2 separate regions of the Anas platyrhynchos genome follow, and region 2 is linked to region 1. Evidence: chromatin contacts called from public Hi-C data. All regions are on one chromosome and are shown on one strand. Each heading gives the region's core, a stretch centred on a gene start, on an enhancer-like site or on the middle of the called end of the contact. The rest is flanking DNA. Distances are from core to core; before and after follow the strand shown. Region 1 holds the start of LOC101789646 (left-right determination factor 2). Region 2 overlaps ATF3 (activating transcription factor 3).

Region 1 (5,388 bases), core at 1,913-4,412:
CATTAAGTTACAGGTCTCCATTATTACTTTCTTATGTTTTTCTGGTTTTAGTCCATTTAACATGTTTTATTGATATTTTGTTGTGCTAATGTTCATAATTGGAACATCATACACTCTTAAGTCAAATACTCTCCAAAATATATTACATCTATACAATTACTTCCATCAGCTAAACTTCTGTCTCATCAAGCAGTGTAATAACTTTATTTTACAGGATCTATTTGCCACAAAAATGTTAACTGATTTTAATTATATCCCTGTACATTAGTTTTTATTAATATAATTTTATAACAGCTTTACCATTTTATTACCTGGAAGTAACGTCAGCCTAACTACCCATTAGCTCTCTGAGTCATCCTGCTGGCTTTTGTTTTTGTTGGCACAACATTAGCACTTTTCCAGTGAAATGGAATTTCCCTAGAATGCCTTAATTTATTAAAATAACCATGATTAGTTCTAAGGCCTTCTTAGCATTAGTTGTCAGGTGTAAGGTAGATGGATTGGCTGATTTTGAAGTGTTTATTTCTAGTACCTGTTGTAGAACATCCTGCTTGGAAAATACTTGGTCATCATCATGTGACATAAGAACATCTTTCCAAATAGAGAATAGAAATATTTCTAAAATTTTTTGCCTCTCCTGCATCACCATTAGAAAATTTTATCACCTCTATCTGGCCAAAGGTTTACATTACTGCTACAACCATTGTAGTATCAATAACATTTTCTAAATACTTTGTGCTGCATTGGTCCTGTCAGCTCTGGTCTTTCTACTCACGAGTTTAGCCTTATTGATTTCTGCCCTTCATGACTCCTAATTTGTATGGATTATCACTGTTTCTCTTTATTCTTCATTTACTAACTACTGATCACAACTGAGTAGTGAAACAAGACACCATTTGTAGCCAAAATTATCCTGTCCTTGACTGTGGCATTGCAACTTGTTGCACATCCTAAGAATTCTTCCTAAAAAAACTTCTCACTTGACTTTCTCACCTCAATTTCAATCATCATTTTAATTACTCTGTGAGGATAGTACACTTATAAGTTACTGAAACTGTAACACATATACCACACTCATGGCTTTATGCTGGAGCGTGTCTCTCATCTCTCCCACTCATTATGCCCATTCAGTGTTTTTTCTGTTGTTGTAGATCTTTTTTTAGCATTTAAATCAGGTGAATCATTGCACAATGTTCATGAGTAATAATAATGGCATCATTCTTTTCCACTGGTGACAATTCCACGTTCTCTGGCTTATTACCACTTCCACCCTCAACATGTAAATGTCATCTTTTAATACTCCTTACCACAGTCATTCAATGTCTTCAAGGACTGTTGGAGCACGCACAGTGTTTGCTTTCTTACCGGCTTCCTCAGGAGTTGCTACTTCAACATTCTCCTGCCTACTCCAGCTTGTCTCCAGCTCAGACTGGACGTCCATACCTCTCAGATGCCTGCTGGCTGTCCATGTGCTCCCATCCTCCAGTGCGTTACAGTGTGCTGACCACCAACCCATCAGTGCCACACCAAAAACTTCACCAGTTTGCTGCCGGTGTTTCCCATTTCCCTGCGAGCAATGTAGTACGTCAGAGGAGTGGAGATAGGGGTAGCACTTGCTCCATCCTCCCTTAGGGTTTTTCTCAGCGGTCAGATTACCATGGGGACTGAATTTTCATAAAAAGCCCTGTTGGTGAAGCCTCCCCAGGTCACGCACTTATGTCTGCTGTCCACCTGACCATGCTTGCTCAGAGCATAATGCCATGTGTTCCAGAAGTGGTGCTGCAAAAAGGAGGTTCAGATATCACAATATTGAGTTCTCTATCCAAAATTTTCACCAGTGTGCCTTCCATACTAGTATACCAGCAGAAATCAAAACTAAATCTCAGTTTTCTGATTTTTTTTTTTTTTTTGAAGCAGGTCTTCCTCTTTCTTAATTTTATGCATTTTGCCTCTGCAACTGAGACTCCTGCATATTTGGAAGATGTATCACATTTTTATTTGAAAATGTTGAATAATTTTGTTTCTTATTTTAGAATAGGGTGTGGTAAAAGATGGGATGATATGAGTGTTGATGGAACTATACCATCTAGCTATAGACGTTGGTGTTACTAAAGATTACTCTCCAGGAGTCGAGCACGCTGCATGTTTTGCAGTGAGCACTCAAATTTGTTCAGCACTCAGAAGCAGTAGCCAGCCGGAGGTGATAAACAAAAATTGTGATTAGAGCATATGTCCTTGCTTCCTTATTTTAAATCAGATGCCTTCCAAGGGTAGGGCCCTCAGTGAAATTTTACCCTCGGACTTCCTCTTGCATTCCTGAAATAAAATTATTGCAGCTGAAGGCTCTCCTATCTGCAGCAGATATGACCAGCAAAACCAGTGTTTCCTTAATACATATATGTTGTAATAAAACCTTTTTATTATTATTATTAATTTTGTTTTAGTAATATTCCCACTTAGACCTGCCCCAGGCTAAAGAAGGAACCAGAAGTAAAGAATTATTTCTTTCCATAAGTTTTATTATGTAGAGAACTGAAATACTGATAGATGATGAGTAGAGAGGGAGAGAAAGACCTGACAGAATTCAACTGCACCTATTCCCTCACAGGCTTACAGTCTGTCTTGTAACTGAGGAAGGAGAGGAACAGTAACCAAAAGAAACTAGAATGTACAAATAACTTTAAATAGAGGTTTTTCTTCCCTTAGTTACTTTGTGCTCTGTTTAAAGTGGACATCTTACTACATAAATTTCACCTATTATTTTCCAGTGACAGAGACTCAAAACCCAGTGATGACTGAGTGTCACACGTTTGACCTGTGGTTGGAATTATTTGGTCGAGATCATGTTGCTAAAGAAATCTTTAGATCTCATGAATGCATAAGAACATCAAGTTCCTTCCAGAATAAAGATCACAGAAGGACTTTGTGCAAAAACAAGTACAGTCCTACTGTAGCAGCAGTATTTTACTTGACATGACCAGTGCAGAAGAGTACTAAGAGTCCCAGTGATGGAGCCACAGTTTTTCTGAATCCGGACTTGTTTGGATGTTTTGATAGAGAAAATGAAATTGTCACATGGTTGCTGATTACATAGTGAGTGAATTGTTTCTAACTACGTGTGCTCGGGGAGATAGACTCAGCAGCTGGGAAATCCCCAGCATGTGACTGGTACAGCTGTGTCTGATAGCCTGATTAAGCCTTACTGCGGACCTGAGGATTTCACCGGGTTGCATCTGTACCTGTGGGTGTCTGCCTGTTGCAGCATTCAAGAAACTGCCAAATGTCTTTCAGTTTGCATCAGCTTTTGAGTGCCTGAGCTCCTTGAGCTGTGCTAATCTTTTGCTGATAAAGCAATGAGGAAATAGAGTCCCAAGTGCAGGGAGGAAGAATTTTTCTCTTCAAGGGTGACTATGGTATCTTTCAGTCATCTGCATAGGTGCCATGCTGCTAAAGGGCATAAATAAATGCTTAGGAAAAGCAGAAGCTGGGACTTCTGCTTTTCTTCAGGCTATTTTTATGCTTATCCATCTGCATCTTGTTCCTGTGTTTTCTCCCCCTGTGGCATCTTGTCAGCAATCGAGATGGTAAGTTGTTTGGGACAGGAGCTTTTTGTTACTCTGATATGGTGCCAAGGGTAAGAAGATTTGATTCCCTGTGGGGCTTGTAGTATCTTCTGTAATATAGATCTGTGATTTCGGCTAAGAGTTCATTGGGTGACTCATTCTGACCTGGTGCGTTGTCTCCAGCGTCAGCGCTTCAGGCAAAGTGTCCCACGTTCACATGGGCAAAGGGAGACAGATGTTGCGTGGCTGAGCAGTGACCCCTAGCAGGGCTGCAAAGCAGGCATCCTGCTGCGTGGCTGAAGGTGAGCATCACCGATAATTGCAAAACATCACTCTGGTGACTTCACCTTTTAGTAGTCAGACTTTTTCACAATTCTGCCACTCCCTGGAGATTTGCTAGTGCGCAGTAAGCTTCACTGTCTCTCCCGGTTACGCACTCGTAGCACAGCCTGGCAGTGACCAGTCAGCTCTGTGACACTGCAAGAAACCATTGCTCCTTGGTTTTAGCATACTGATGATACAGTCCCTGCACTCTACTAAGAAATTATTCATATAGAACAGAATAATTCAGTTAGAAGGGACCTACAAAGACCATTGAATACAACTGCCTGACTGCACCAGGGCTTACCAAAAGTTAAAGCACATAAATGAGGGCACTGTCTGAGTGTTAGGTCAGAGGCTGGACTCGATGATCTTGAGGTCTCTTCCAACCTAGAAATTCTGTGATTCTGTAATGCTTCCAGGACACTGACAGGCGTGAGACACCAGCCACCTCTCTAGGAAGCCTGTTCCAGCGTTTGACTGCCCTCATGGTAAAAACATTTTTCCTAATATCTGATTTAGGGGGAAAAAATGCATCGAAGCACCATTTTACAAAGTCTTCTATCTTATGGGGGGGAAAAAAACGCACAAATTTTCACTGTAAAGTATATGCAAGATGGTGTCACTTAATAATACATTTAGCCTTTTGCTTCTCAGATTTATCATAAGTTTATTTAAATGCATGATGTCCTGGTAGAAGCTGTAACAGCTCTGGTCTTTCTCTTCCATCTCAACTCTGCTGATCGTGGGCTGGATTGTAATGGTGCTGCTTTGATCGTCCTGCCAAAGCCTTGCAAAGTGTTTAAAGCATGTTTTCCTCCTGAGGCATGCTACCTTACATTTTCTGAGACCAAGGAGGGCTGATGTTTAGCAATTGTTTCAAAAGGTGAAATGGGGAAAATATTGTTTGAGAGGGTTTGGGTCTATTTTGGGTTTATTTTTATTCCTGCAATTTGTCACACATTATGGTGTAAATGTCTGTGGTGAAATGCTGTAGCATGTTAGCTTTATCTTCCCTGATTGTAAATGTAAATGTTGTTTGTTGACAAAATTTAATGGTTTTACTCAGGGTTGCTTGTGCCCAGCTTTATGTTCTAAGTGGCAGAAAGATAGTTGTACAAACAAATGCAATTGCTTAAAAATATAGAACTATTCTATTTATAGATTGCTATATTCCATATTCATACTTTTTATATTAAAATAATAACCCCTTTATGAGGCCTTTAAAGGTACAATACTTCAGAAATCCGAATATTCTCTGCTATCACTCATTTCGTAATGAGGCACAACCTATGCCTTAGTCAATCTGATTAATTAATCAAAGGTTAGGGAAATTAATTAGTCAAATATTTGGTAGGGCATGTAGTAAAGATTAGCATAACAGAAGAAGAAAAGCAGCTATTATTATTCCCCCTATTAGTTGCTTCCTAATTTCTGTATGCTTTTTATATATATTCATCTGTGCTGTGTTTGAGGAAGTAATCAGGTAAAAGGTCAGAAAGGG
Region 2 (6,064 bases), core at 1,978-4,477, 68 kb before region 1:
AAAGAAATTCATATAAAAGTAACAGGAGATAAATGTAAAACACTTTTTTGCTGTTTTTACCTTGATGCAGAGGGACATGGTAGTATTTGAAAGACAAGTAATTCTTAAAATTAATCTCTCCTTTCTCTTGCTATTAATTCTAAGGATTTTTTTCTTTGAACTTAGTATTGGTAACCCTTCAGAATTAGCACTCATTACTGGTTTCTCTAGTCACCCTTTCCTTGGTCTGAGGATGGTTCTGCTGTCAGCAAAGGAATGTGGTATGACCAAATCCAGACATTCAAAAACCCTGTTTAAAAGAGTCTCCCCTTCACCAGCAAACAAACAAGCCCCAAATTCCCAGAATATTTGTTCCTAAACACGAAATGCTAACAATCTAATGCACTGAATACAATTTATTTTCTCTTGGTTTCTGAACAACTTAGTATACACAAGCAATATTTCTAAGGCTTTTCCTAAAGTCATGAGGAATGAGGTTCTCATCCAATAAAATGCTTCCCAGATCTGGGGCTTCAAGAATGCATGATAAAACCACAGGAATCTGCTACAAATGTGGGAGTTACAAGCCCTTTGTGATTCAGTGTTGACGGCTGTAGTAGATTAAAACAAGTGAAGAAGTTCTCACCATGCTGGCTTCAGAGAGTGATGCTTACCCAAGCCAGGGGAGAAAGAATCTCTATTTCAGCCAGCAAAAGTTAGCTGCACTCCATTCAGCAGGCGGACTATTGCATACTCAGTTTTTCCCCAATTATTTTCTCTTACTCTGATCTCAACTCTTAACCAAGCAATTGTCAATGGATTGAGAATTTTGACTGCAATATCTGTTTGGATAAAATCACTGAGTGAATTGCACACATGCTCTTCTTTTCTGAGGTATCTTTGCCTTAGTTGGCCAGGATGGATGTCATAAAGTCACAGAATCACAGAATGGTTTGAGTTGGAAGGGGTAAGCATTGACCCTTCCAGTTCAAGGATGAGCAGCTGTCAGGTGGAGCTGCAAGGAGTCGGGTCAAAACAAACAAAAAGAATAGTTTTCTCATCAGTAGTGACATCCCTATGGAACTTGCCATCAAATGTACTGCAGATGTTGGTGTTGTAGATGAGAAACTGGGCAAATACTTGAGAGAAAGACCTGACAAGGGTTACTATCTGAAGGAATCATGTCAAGCTTGTGTGACTGCTAAGCTGAAAACAAACTGTGGGAAAGCACCCAGGGGAAGTATACTTGCCCTGTTCTTGTTCTTCCCTGTTCTTGGTCACTGCTGTAGAAATAAATTGGGTCAGGAAGGACCTTTGGGCTGAACCTGTGGCGCTGCTTGTAGAGAAGCCAGGCAGCTACCCAGCAGGCAGTTCCGGGACATATGCTGACCTGAGGAGCTGAAGGATACCCGAGCTGGTGTAAATGAGCTACCTCAGATGCCAGGAGCAGCCATTCCTCTGGCTGCATGGAGGGCTCATCCTCCCAGTGCCATCAATTAGCCTGTGCCGAGTTTCTTGCTGTCATCGCTGGGCTGTGCCCAGTACTAAGCCAGCTTGTATAGAAGTCTTGCTATACCACACTATTTGCTGCGTGGACATACCCACAATCTAAGTGGATACAGTGGTGCACCAATTTTTTTGGTGTGGTCTGCAAATATAAAGCTGCTAAATTCTCAAAAGTAGGGAAAAGGATTCCAGCTTCAAGTCTCATTTTATTTCCATTTCCTATTTACTCTTTTCACAGGTTTAATAATTTATTTTTCTGTGTGTCAGCTCTAGTATGCTTAGCTTGGAATCTGAAAATCATTAGCTTTTTTTTTTTTTTGGTTCACGCATCATTGTCAGCACTACTAAAGCCATGCAGCCTGAAATGATGCTGTATCAAGAATAGAATCTGGCATATTCTTTTTACACTGATGGCTCTGAAGATCTAATAGAAGTGAAAATTAGTAAATAACTATTTTTATCACTAAAGTCAGCAGTTGTGACTCAGAGTGTCCACTAGGGAAATGAACTTTGAGCAATAAGATTTTTTAAAAATATTGTCACTCTTCATCTTAACTACACTTCAGAAAGGAATGATGTCTGTTTCATAAACAAATCTGATATTGATGCCTTGATGAGCCAGTGAAGAATGTTACTAAGTATTTCTATGTAAATTAATATTCTTGAACATGATTTTCATCATGTGATTCTCAGGGTCTCCAGCTGGGGGCACTGGGCAAACATAGAAACATGGCAATGGCCAGAATGAATGAGACTAATACCTAGTCCTATGTATGTACTGCTCACCAGTTGAAGAAAAAAATGGATGAGACACAATTGCCATTCTGGATTTGGAGATGTGTGTATATATATATATACACACACACACATATATATATAAGATGACGTAGATTTAGTGTTTAAAACTCTTTTCTAACAACTGTACAGTTTTATGTTCATTACCCATATATCATCCAGTTTCTTTGGCAAAACTAATAATAGCTGTGACTTTAATGCCACCCCCTTAAGCAATAACTTCAGATTCTTGATGGGACCAGGCAGAAAAGTTATTTTACATTTAAATTTGTTACCGTTCCATTTCATTAAATGAATGTCTAGAGTGAATCCCTGGTTTTGCCTACCTCCAATGTTACACTCATTTACATCAAGAGAAGAGAGAGAAAAAAGTATATCTACCTTATTAGTGCACAGAGTAAAACTAAGCATGCTTTAAGGTTTTCATGGACCTGTACACACACAGATTTAGTGCCTAAAACAAGACCTAAGGAGAAGATACAAATTATTATTTAGTTCACGGAATATTAATTATTCTATTAGCAATATGTCATAAAGACCAGTCGCTTGTGTAACTGGATGATTTCAAATGATATCATCTAAGGAAAATATTGTAAAATACCAGTTCAGGAATTCATTACCCTAATTTTGTTGATAAGATTTTCTAAAATGAGACAGGCACATGATCTACAAATTTGCAAAATTGGAAGTGAATAAAGTATTCAAAACTAAAATTTGATAACAAGTATAGGAGAATGCATGAAATGGGGAATAAACATGTTGGCACTGCCGGTCTGTAAATGGATATACCGATAAGAATAAGTATTCAACATTGCCAGGTTTATAGTAGCCTAGATCTTCCTTCCAGCTGATATTTTTAACTAGATTTTGCAATAGTGCCGTGGATTTCCTGGTCCCTGGAGCTCCTGGCCTTCTATCTGACCTCTGTATTACAAGTTATGACTGCTTGCAAAGGACTGAAGCCAAAAGTTTTCGTCCACATCACCGGCTGTCAAAACACAGGGACTTCTGTCTGGGTGTAGATACTTAGTTTTGGAAAGGCAGGATAGAACATTTTGTTCATCTTTCCTCATGCTTCTCCACACACACACCCGCACGCACAAACACACACACACAGAAACAAGCCAAAGCCCTTTCTGTGCAGTACTGCTTTAGTATTTGCCATATAACCATAGAAAGCAATCAATAAAGCAGAAGTATTAAACCCTTTAAGTAATCAAAAAGCCGAAATAACTATCAGCTGGTGGGTTGCAAGGTTTAGAAGGATTCTGGAGTTCTAATTTCCAGTGCTTTAATCTAAGCCCTAGGACGCAAATGAGAAATTAGCTGGAATTCATGATCAACCTTGTAATAACAAAGCTTTGTTTACACCTTGACAATCAGTGAACAGTACCAGTTTCATTTGATGTTTATTGTTGAAAACCTACAAGATGTGTCTGCTTTTTTTTAAAAAAAAAATATATATATATAAATGTTCTTTAAGCAGATGAAGTTGCTCCTGCAACTGGAAGCTTAGAATGAATTAAATGACACATGAGTAAATATATATTAATTATTTTTTATTAAAGTATCAAAACAAACTTGAGAATAGAAAACAAACCACTTTTAATGCATTTTAAAGGTTCTCCTGAATAAAGTATACTTTTAGAAAACTCATGCAGCATACTGCTCCTGTCTAGCTGTTTAAACACGCTATTGTGGACATAGTCAAATTACCTTGAGTACCATCATTTTACAGCAGCGTGCAGGAGCACGCATGCACACACACACATACACACAGTAGAAAGCAGCTGTGTCTGCACATGTAAAGAAATAAAAATACATTATCTTCTGACAATAGTAGTGGTACCATATTAACATCTGGCATGCTAAGTACATAACATCAAGCAACATAAGCATGACGCCTGCGTCAACAGTGATACAGTTAAAAGCAACCATACAAATTCCCTAACGGAGAGACACGAATTCTGTCATCATATTCTAGTCTCTGTGGTAACGCTTTATAACAGTACAGGAGGCAAACTCTTGTCTGCTGGTATTTGACGCACTGAAGGCAAAGCCGAGGTGTACGATACCACAATGACACCTCAGTTTTGTACTCCCATAGAGAAGTCAAATACCAATGAAAATCATTTGGCGAGTTTACTGTTAACACACTTCATGTAAATCTGTTGTCTGACAAACAACTGGCCCAACTCCCCGTGAAACTTTCCCTCTGAGCCAGTGAAATTGCAGCAGAGGCTCCAAACTCTGCCTACAGGACATTAAAAAAACTCTCATTGAAGTCAATGGCAGCTCCTTCCAACATACAGAAAGAAAATGGATTCTCAGGACAGAATCAGACCTGGTGTGTTGTCTTTTTAATACATTCACTTTTCAGATACATGAAGTACATATCTTTTAAACACGATATAGGACATTACAATATATCCAGATCTTAGGAAAATCTACTAAGAAGTTCTGTTGCAGAATATAAAGATCATATAAGGATCAGGTGTGATATCTGATACACTCAGCCTGGACTTGTAGAGTAAGAAGCTTGTGGCTGAGGTATCTTTAAGTTTAGCCTTTAGAATAAAACCACAATTTCAACACTGCATAACTGGTGTAAAATATTATGTACTGTAAGCTCCATTATTATTGTCTGCTTCATTTAAATTGTGACATTGAGCAGCTAGACACCACTGAACAAGATACAGAATTTTGGGAGGTATAATCTCTGTACCCAATCATTCAAGATACTCAGGACCTCATCTGTGGAGATGATGAAGGATAAGTGTTTTAAGTATTGGTGTCTTAAATACAACTAGTGAAGTTTAGGAATATATAATATTAAACACCAAGAGATAAAAGTAAAAAGACAGCACAACACTTGTGTTTTCAGTTTTATCTTGCTTGCAGTATTTATTTACTTTACTCATTATGATATTAGTGATAAATAAGGATAATATTTTCTTTTACAAAAAAAAAAAAGAAAAAAGATATATTTCGTAGGATTAAACAATCTGAGAATTTCACAGAAACATCAGACTTTAAACACTCGTAGCTCCAACTGTTTTGTCCAACAGCTCTTCTACCAATTCAAAAACATCTAAGGTTAGTATTTAATAAAAAATAAGAACAGTTATTCACTACATCAAAACTCTCGTCTGCTTTAGATTCTAAGTAATACTTTTGATTGACTGTAGTTGCCACCCAAATGTAAAATAAAAGTAGCTGCAATCATAAGTTTTCCCTCTGAGTCATCTGGCAAAAGGAAGTAATCCTGACAAGGATGCAAAAAGCTTTGTCAAGGCCTTATGCCTGTAAGAACTATCTGTATAACCAGACCTACTAAAAGCCATGGAACCTCGTCTGTGAGTGAGGGTTAAGGCTTGTAGGATTAGATCCTAGACAAATATATATATATATATATATTTTAACTTTTCATGATTCATGAGCCTGCGATTCAGTCCTGCAGTTCTTTGCTTGGGCAAAACCCATATCAAAATCCCTTCATAATTAGTTCCCTTTCCAGTGGGTCCAATTCACCCAGTCACAAAACACTCTCCTGAAATGCAAGGAAAAATTACAGTCCCCAAAGGATGGTAGGTGGGGTTCCAAGTCATAAAATATGAACTTAGCTACAAGGAATTTTGCAAGAAACATTTCTTTGTCACACCTACTAGACTTGTCAAATTCAGTCTCTGAGATGAGTCATAGATAAAAGCCACACAAGTGTTGTGAAAAAAATTACAAAGCTTAATTGGAACTAAAGGCTTTTTGTGTGTTTGTGTGTGTGTGT

What was found. Hi-C and Micro-C count contacts between places; a contact is called where the count stands out from the background.
Region 2: a contact with region 1 is called in a Hi-C map of subcutaneous adipose tissue, with 2.8 times the contacts expected there. The contact joins the enhancer-like site here to the promoter of LOC101789646 in region 1. A contact is called at or near these places in 4 of 8 Hi-C or Micro-C datasets (F1 follicle, liver, skeletal muscle and 1 more).

Annotation. Positions count from the first base shown.
Region 1 is chr3:20,301,020-20,306,407 of IASCAAS_PekinDuck_T2T, reverse strand. LOC101789646 (left-right determination factor 2) reads left to right here and starts at 3,162. Exons shown (of 6, transcript XM_013094953.5): 1 at 3,162-3,584.
Region 2 is chr3:20,368,329-20,374,392 of IASCAAS_PekinDuck_T2T, reverse strand. It overlaps ATF3 (activating transcription factor 3), which reads right to left. Exons shown (of 4, transcript XM_027453696.3): 4 at 3,819-6,064. Among named protein-coding and RNA genes, the nearest start is that of ATF3, 10 kb to the right of the region's middle. Within about 2 kb of position 3,227, at least 1 of the 8 cell types and tissues checked has an H3K27ac peak or open chromatin away from gene starts, as enhancers often do. A contact at or near this core is called in subcutaneous adipose tissue, where this site is marked.